Regions from separate parts of the Mus musculus genome. Here region 1 is linked to region 2. A link is a contact called in public Micro-C data. All regions are on one chromosome and are shown on one strand. Each heading gives the region's core, a stretch centred on a gene start, on an enhancer-like site or on the middle of the called end of the contact. The rest is flanking DNA. Distances are from core to core; before and after follow the strand shown. Region 1 holds the start of Optc (opticin). Region 2 overlaps Sox13 (SRY (sex determining region Y)-box 13).

The links. Hi-C and Micro-C count contacts between places; a contact is called where the count stands out from the background.
Region 1: a Micro-C map of the G1E-ER4 cell line shows a contact between it and region 2, with 5 times the contacts expected there. The contact joins the promoter of Optc here to the enhancer-like site in region 2. A contact is called at or near these places in 3 of 39 promoter capture datasets (embryonic stem cells, hippocampal neurons and pre-B cells), 3 of 15 datasets of contacts at CTCF or cohesin (embryonic stem cells, large pre-B cells and pro-B cells), 23 of 484 Hi-C or Micro-C datasets (the 63-12 cell line, the AML12 cell line, B cells and 13 more) and 3 of 9 other capture datasets (adipose tissue, embryonic stem cells and liver).

The regions. Positions count from the first base shown.
Region 1 is chr1:133,904,362-133,908,494 of GRCm38.p6, reverse strand. It overlaps Optc (opticin), which reads left to right and starts at 1,322. Exons shown (of 7, transcript NM_054076.3): 1 at 1,322-1,564; 2 at 3,239-3,518. The coding sequence starts at 1,461.
Region 2 is chr1:133,383,628-133,387,415 of GRCm38.p6, reverse strand. It overlaps Sox13 (SRY (sex determining region Y)-box 13), which reads left to right. Exons shown (of 14, transcript NM_011439.2): 8 at 250-332; 9 at 488-650; 10 at 1,122-1,231; 11 at 1,326-1,422; 12 at 1,807-1,950; 13 at 2,743-2,959; 14 at 3,492-3,788. The coding sequence ends at 3,765. Among named protein-coding and RNA genes, the nearest start is that of Etnk2, 22 kb to the right of the region's middle. Within about 2 kb of position 1,710, at least 63 of the 459 cell types and tissues checked have an H3K27ac peak or open chromatin away from gene starts, as enhancers often do. A contact at or near this core is called in the Ba/F3 cell line, the G1E-ER4 cell line, the N1E-115 cell line and 3 more, where this site is marked.

The DNA.
Region 1 (4,133 bases), core at 73-2,572, 520 kb before region 2:
GGGGTGGGGTGGGAGAGGAGCGGCGGGAGTGTGAAGGGGGGTGTGTCACCGAGAGCAGGGAGAAGTGTGAGAGCAGGTGGCAGGGGGAAATGAATGAACAGTCTCATCTATATTCCTTGTAGGGATAAATTGCGTGGAGTTGGGAGGGGGCCACGGTCTCGGCTGTCTGTGGGGCCCGAGGGTCTCTGGAAGAACAGAATGAAGGGGTAGGGCCAGCCAAATGTGCCATCTGCTTCGAGGGCGTCCTCTTGGCTTGTGACTTTTATCTCCTTCCACCCAGCCGAGTTTCTGAAGCTGTCAGTTCCCAGATGGGGGATCTCCGAGACAAAACAGCCTTGTTCTGGCAGGCGGCCTCTTCTGGCTGCCGGAATCCCCTTCCCACAGCAGCTGAGGAGTCCTCGGGGTCTATTAGGTCTGCCCACTCACCTGGCATCGCAAGCTGGGGGTGGGTTCTGCTAAGGCCATCTGTTCTGAGGGTAGAGTCACTGTGTTCTCAGGATTCCTGAGATGAAGTTGTAAGAAGGTGAGCCTTGTGAACTCAGAATCTAACACTCAAAATGTAGTGCTCGGCTAGGCCTGGGTGACCTTGGACCAATCGTTTCTCTTTTGCCCTCTGTTTCGTCCTGTATCGGTGGTCTTCAGAGGGCCTCCCTGCTGGGATTCAGGGTGTGACCAGAGGAAAGGAGGAGGGGGTGGAGAGCATCTGAGAAGAGCCTGGGCAGCGGAATCCGGATGACATTCGCCAGCCCCTACCCTCTTCTGGGGATATCTGAGGCACATCCCAAAGAAAGATGGGGCCCATGGAAAGTCAGAGTTGGGAGAGAAGTGTTAGGTTCCAGGCCAGAGGCTATGCACAATGACAATGTCTTGGGTGTTTGTAAGCCAATGTCCCACTCCTGTCCTTGTCCTTTCTTCCTACGGGAGTTAGAGAACTTCCTGTCTTGTTGTTGGTGACCACTGCTTGTGAGCTTGAAGTTAGTCTTTACATCTTACCCGACTCCCTGTCTCCTGCTGTACCACCACAGTGCTCTAGGGATAGGGCTGAGTGGGGTGCCCCAGTTCAAGCTCTTTTTTTCTTTGGATTCCATCTATGAAGTCCAGTGTCGTTATTTCTGAGGGAGTGGAGGTGGGGTGGGGTGGGGGATGGGGATGGGGACAGGGACAGCAAGCTCCATCCATCCAAGAAACCTCAGCTTGGATGAGTCTTCTGGAATCTAACTGACCAACCCTCAAAGATCAGAGAAGAAGGTGTAGCGGCCATGAGTGTGTGTGTGTGTGTGTGTGTGTGTGTGTGTGTGTGTTCACCCCCACACAAAGAATTCCTGTTCATTAAGTGAAGAAATGAGATTAGGGACCCCTGAGGAAAAAGGAAGGGAAACAGCAGGGCACTTGAAAGAATGGGGAATCTAATTAGACACATGCATCCCTGGCCAACCACTCGTCCTCTCCCTGGCCAATAGATGAGGGGGTGTCTAGCTGTCCCCTGCTCTGACAGGCAGTCATCATCTCCACCAGAAGCTCCCTGGAAGCTGCTGAGCCAGACGGAACCAAAAGCATCTAAAAGGTAAGGTCCAAGGTTGGAGGCCTCATGCCCACTGGCACAAAAGCAAAGGGATGGAGTCGGGGCTGTGGCAGGAACTGGGCAGAGAATGGCAAGAGTACAAGGCTCTGATCAAAGAAGCTGCGAGGGGCTTCCGGGTGGTCAGTAAACTGCCTTGGGGGTGGTCTTGAAGAGCATAGATTTCAGTTTGGAGTGGGAATAGGGAACAGAGAGATACGACCTCTTACTACTGCTGGGGACTTACCATTCAGCCCGGCTGAGATTAGGAAGAAACCTGCGCAGGCGGCTTTGGGAGGGCTGTGTAATCAGCTGCAGATGGATGGCTACGATGCTGCAGGCACTTCCGTATCCACAGCACACTCAGCCCTCCACCTGCCTGCACAGATGTGAGTGACCTGCAGACGACGTCTGTGCTCATACGCCTGCACACCATGTCCTCCCAGGAACCCAAGTGCAGACACATATGTATACAGATAGCTGCCGAGCTTTCTGATGGCAAAACACTGCAGAACCTCATACCAACCCTCTGCTTTCCACAACGTGTTTCTAAAATGCTGCATTTCTAAGGCGATGTTACCAGCCAACGTCCTTCTTTTACATTGTATGTTAAGTTCTAAGACTTTGTCTCCAAAGTGACTGGTTGTTCCTACAAAGGACTGGACCTCATTCCTTTCTGCACCTCCAGAGAGAGGAATATCCGGGGACTACAACTTAATAAACGTCCCATGGATGTTTAAGTGACTGAAGGACCGAGTGGCCTTAGAGTAGCCACAAGTAGGGTTAGGGAGAGAGCTCAGTCGGTAGCAGGCTTGTCTAACATGCTTGAAGCTCTGTGCTAGATACCCAGCATTTCATACACCAGGCATGATAGTGCACACCTGTAATCCCAGCCCATGGGAGGTAGAGGCAGGAGGATCAAAAGTTCAAAGTCCTTCTCCACTACATAAGTTTGAAGCCAACCTAGGGTACATGAGAGCCTATCTCACAAAAAAAAAGAAAAAGAAAAAAGGAAACAAAAGTCTCTCTCTCTCTCTCTCTCTCTCTCTCTCTCTCTCTCTCTCTCTCTCTCGTTTTTTTGAGACAGGGTTTCTCTGTATAGCCCTGGCTGTCCTGGAACTCACTTTGTAGACCAGGCTGGCCTCGAATTCAGAATTCTGCCCGCCTCTGCCTCCCAAGTACTGGGATCAAAGGAATGCGCTACCATGCCCAGCCAAAAGTCTCTTTAATGTAGTTTTTCTAAGGCTATTTTGTTGTTGTTATTGCTGCTACTGTTTTTGTTTTGTTTTGTTTTTTGTTTTGATGAGAGGGGGGGGGGTTTCTCCTGAATATGTGGTTGTTTCTTAGAGAATATTGGTGCAAATGCACCAGTGCCCAGCAGGTGAGTAAACATGGGACTCTGGTATGCACGTCTGTGGTGAAATGAGTAAGCCAGCCTGTGGAAGCTGTCCACAGGAGCCCGAGTGATGGATCACCACACTGTGAGGCGCAGTGGGAATGATGGCTAAAGATACCTCCAGATACAGACCGGACTTTAAAGAGTGTGAGATGAGGATGCTGAGTGAGCTTGTGTGTCAGAGGGCAAGAGTGAGCAAGTATGCAGGTTGGAGGCTGCCTAACTTGGTGAGCCATTCTTACAAGCCAAGCTAAAATAACGGCCCTTCTGCCCTCTACCCACAGGATGTACCTCAGAGGGATTCAGCCATTCCCACTCCTACCCCTCCCTCAGAACCTCATGAAGTTCCTGGCTTTCCTGAGTCTGTTGAGCTTGGTGCTGCAGAAGGCAGAGACAGCTTCTCTCCTAGGGGAGAGAGAAAGAGAAGAGCAGAGCCCTGAGGAAGGTGACACTTACGCGTCCCTGTATGTGGGGAACCATACCCTGAGCATAGAGGACTACAACGAGGTCATTGATCTCAGCAACTATGAAGAACTGGCAGACTATGGAGACCAGATCCCTGAGGTGAGGGGACAGAGATGATTTGGAATCCCTGCAAGAAACGGGATTAGGGACCAGATCCCTTTTCACCTGCCCTATAATACAAACCTCTCCCAACACTTTTACTATATGATATTAATTTGCGTTTGCGTGTGCGTGTGTGCGCGCGTGTGTGTGTGTGTGTATGTGTGCCTGTGTGTATGTGTGTGTGTCTCTGTGTGTGTGTCTGTCTGTCTGTGGGTGTGGGTGTGTATGTGTGTGTGCCTGTGTGTATGTGTGTGTGTCTGTGTGTGGGTGTGTTATACATGTGCATGTTCAGGAAAGAAAGAGGACAGACAACCTTAGATCTTTCCCTGGAGCTAGTCATCTCACTTTGTTGAAGGCAGTGCCTCTCACTGGCCTGGAGCTTGTCAAGAAGGCTAGGCTAGCCGGCCAATGAGCCTCCCCATCTCCAAGATTATGAGCCTTAATCAAAGACCATGGCAAAGCAAACTATAGTGAATTCTGGGGACCAAACTCATGCCCTCCTCTCACAAAGCAACTGCATTACAACAGTGCTATCTTCCCAGGCAGGCATAAGGTACAAATTCTTATCCCTCCTGAGGAACTTGTCACTTACAGGCCACTACAAGAGAGGAC
Region 2 (3,788 bases), core at 461-2,960:
AGGGTGCCGTCCCTTGTGTGTGCATGGGGAGCTCTTTAGAGTGGGTTGGAAAGGGCAGGCAAGGCCATCAGCCTGCAGGGGCCATATGGGAAGAGGGATAGATGGTTCCCTGCACTACCTTAGCCTGACAACAACAGGAAAGGTTGGACCAGCTCTACACTCTGCCCTGTGGTCCTGGGGCCTGTCACTTGGTGCCTGCTATTCTGGGCTCACCTGGGACTTTGTCCCTTGCCGCTTTTCTTTCCCCAGTGGAATACCCACTGCAGCTGCTGCACAGCCCGCCTGCCCCTGTGGTGAAGAGGTCGGGGGTGGCCGCCCACCACCCCCTGCAGGTACTCCTTTGCCTACCTTTGCTGCCTGGGAGCCCCTCCCTTGCGGAGCCAATGTCCCTCTTTGCTCTTGGCTCACTCGCCTTGAGTCCTGTCTGTCCTGTGATGGGGTGGTCCTCCTTGGGTGTTTCTCATTCTCTGTCTTTTTGGGTCGGCAGGAGCCCCCACAACCACTGAACCTCACAGCCAAGCCCAAGGTACCTGAGCTGCCCAACACCTCCAGCTCTCCCAGCCTGAAGATGAACAGTTGTGGGCCTCGCCCCGCCAGCCATGGGGCTCCCACAAGGGACCTGCAATCCAGCCCCCCCAGCCTGCCTCTGGGTAAGCCTTTTCATCTGCTCTCACCTTAGACGACAGTGAGTCGTCTCACCTTAGACAGTTGAGCCAGACGCCACCTTGGGCACGGTCCTTCCCTTTCTCCGTTCTAGTTTGGGGTTTTTAAACAGTTCTAAGGTACTCCCATCACCGAGCTCCACCCCAGCCTCTGCTTTCTTAAAGCCGGGGATGAGGCTTGCTCTGAGGACGCCTCCTTCCATGGCGCCTTTGTTCTCCAGGATCAGATTAGACAGCATGGGGTCAGGCCACTGAGCTGCGCATCTGAGAGAGTTGCCTCATTCCCGACCCTTGGCACCCTGCAGCAGGCAGTCCTCAGGGAGGTGTGGGGATGGGCAGGGAGTGTACTGCCACAAGGAGACCCTTAGGTGTGACGTGGCAGGAAGCATAAATATGTGGGCTGCTCCTGGGACAAAGCCCTCGGGTCCCTGCCCTTCACTTTGTTCCCTCTCCAAACAGGCTTCCTCGGTGAAGGGGACGCCGTCACCAAAGCCATCCAGGATGCCCGGCAGCTGCTGCACAGCCACAGTGGGGCTTTGGAAAACTCCCCCAATACCCCATTCCGGAAGGTATGGGCCAATCTTCCTCTGCCCAGAGGACAGGAAGATGAAGACAGGATGACAGAGGAAGTACTCATGCCCACATTGTCTCTGTCACCTGCAGGACCTCATCAGCCTGGACTCCTCCCCGGCCAAGGAGCGGCTGGAGGAGAGCTGTGTGCATCCCCTGGAGGAAGCCATGCTGAGCTGTGACATGGATGGTGAGAGCTCTGGCGCTGGGCGCCACTTAACTCCACTAGGGCTGTGTCCGTCCCTGATTCCTTCCTCCCTCCTTTCTTGGGTCCTTCCTGGCATGTGTCTCCATTGTTCCCTGGTGTCTCTATCCGTGGGTCGTCTTCTGGTATCTTGTAACAACTCTGTGGAGCCCTGCTTCTCTGGATCTTTGCTGTGCCTGTTCTCTGGCCGTGGTGGGCCTCTGCTTACCGCTGGCCTTCGCTTCCCTCCTCATCCTCTACTTCCTGCCTTGCTAGGCCTGAGCTGACTTCTCTATGAGCCTCATCAGTGCCTCCTGGTGGCCATGCAAGGGATATCTCTGCCAGCCCCAAAGCTGTTGCCTGCCTGACTCTTACCTACCCATCCTCCAGGCTCCCGTCATTTTTCCGAGTCTCGGAACAGCAGCCACATCAAGAGACCCATGAATGCCTTCATGGTGTGGGCCAAGGATGAACGGAGGAAAATTCTCCAGGCCTTCCCAGACATGCATAACTCCAGCATCAGCAAGATCCTTGGTAAGGGCCAGGGCGTGGGTCCTCTGCAGCTCAGGGTGTTGAGCCCAGGGGACATAGCTCAGTAGGACTGGGTCTGTTTGGAGTTTTCATGCCTTATTGAATCCTGGTAGAATCTTACCAGGTGTAGCAGTTGAGATGTTCTTGGCAGCTGGATCCTAGGACCTTGTACCAGCGCAGGGCTCTTTTGGTTGTCCCTCCCCTTGGGATTTTGTGTATTCTTTACCACCTCCAAACACCCGGTGCCTCTTATGGCCTGTGCTTTGGCAGAAAATAGAGACTAGCATTGTGGACCATTGGTATAGAGACTTTGTGTCAGAGGCTGAGGAGCGGGCAGGGCCGACAAGTCTGAATAAGGGTGGTGTTTTCATGGCTGAGTCCCCTCCAGTAACTGCGCGGGTTTCTTGTCTGGAACACCAGGGTTGTTTTCGGCTTTCCCATGTCTACCCTGGCCCATGCTCTACCACTGAGCTACACCCCAGATTCACATCGGATACTTGATGGCTTGGAGTGGCTGCTCTTTCGTGAATGCCTTTGGGGCGGAGACCTCTCAGGGGTGCCGAGTTGTTTGACATGAGAATGGTACAGACTCCCCGTCATTGCCAGCCTCATCTCTTCCTGGCCCAGCATCCAGGGAGCATCCACACTTGGCCAGGCCCTTGATGAGTGCTTATGCCTTATCATTTTTGATCCCAATTGAAGACCAGGGTCCAATCAGGACTTCTAGCTAGGGCTTGGAACCTGGTGGGGTACCACGAGAGTCTGGCCCTTAGTTTTTGCCTGGTATTGGATCAGGTTCTCGCTGGAAGTCCATGACCAACCAGGAGAAACAGCCGTACTACGAGGAGCAGGCCCGTCTGAGCCGGCAGCACCTGGAGAAATACCCTGACTATAAGTACAAGCCAAGGCCTAAGCGTACCTGTGTCGTGGAGGGCCGGCGGCTGCGAGTGGGCGAGTACAAGGCCTTGATGAGGACACGGCGCCAGGGTGCTCGCCAAAGCTACACCATCCCGTGAGCAGGCCCTCCCTGGTGGCCAGAGGCGGCTTGTGGCTGCTGTGAGAGACTGGGGTTGTGTGTGTGTCTGGTCTTTGTGTGAGGCAGGCAGAGCAGCCAGCAAGGATCTGGGAGCAGAGTTGTGTGCCATCTGCCTGTGTGTGACCCCTGATGGATAATGACTGTGTGCGAGACTGGTGACTGGGAGTTGGGTATAAGACCTAAACTGGGGCACCTGCAGCCTGACAAACGCAGGGCAAATTGAGAACACCACAGGTATTCATCCCGTAGGAAGGCCCCTTATTTGACCATGACAGGCACTAGGGTAGAGTTCTGTGGTCAATGACACTAAAACAAAATAATATTCACGTGCCACCGTCCAACATACCCTCGACTCTGAGCTTTCGAGCTATAGCTGGCAGTGAATTTGGCCATCAGGAAGCACACGCAAGGGCCAGAGTATGCCGGTTACCCAGCCTGCAGGGAGGGCTGGAAGGGCTGGGAGGGCACATGGGTACATCTGTAATTGCGAATTTTCTCTGCCTCTCAGCCCGCAGGCTGGCCAGGCACAGGTGAGCTCAGATATCCTGTTCCCTCGGGCAGCGGGCTTGCCCCTGGCACGTCCACTGGTGGAGCACTATGACCCCCAGGGCCTGGACCCCAACATGCCTGTCATCATCAATACCTGCAGTCTCCGGGAGGAAGGGGAGGGCACAGATGACAGGCACTCGGTGGCCGATGGAGAGATGTACCGGTACAGCGAGGACGAGGACTCAGAGGGTGACGAGAAGAGTGATGAGGAGCTGGTGGTACTCACAGACTGATCCCCAGCTCGCTGGGCCCGGCC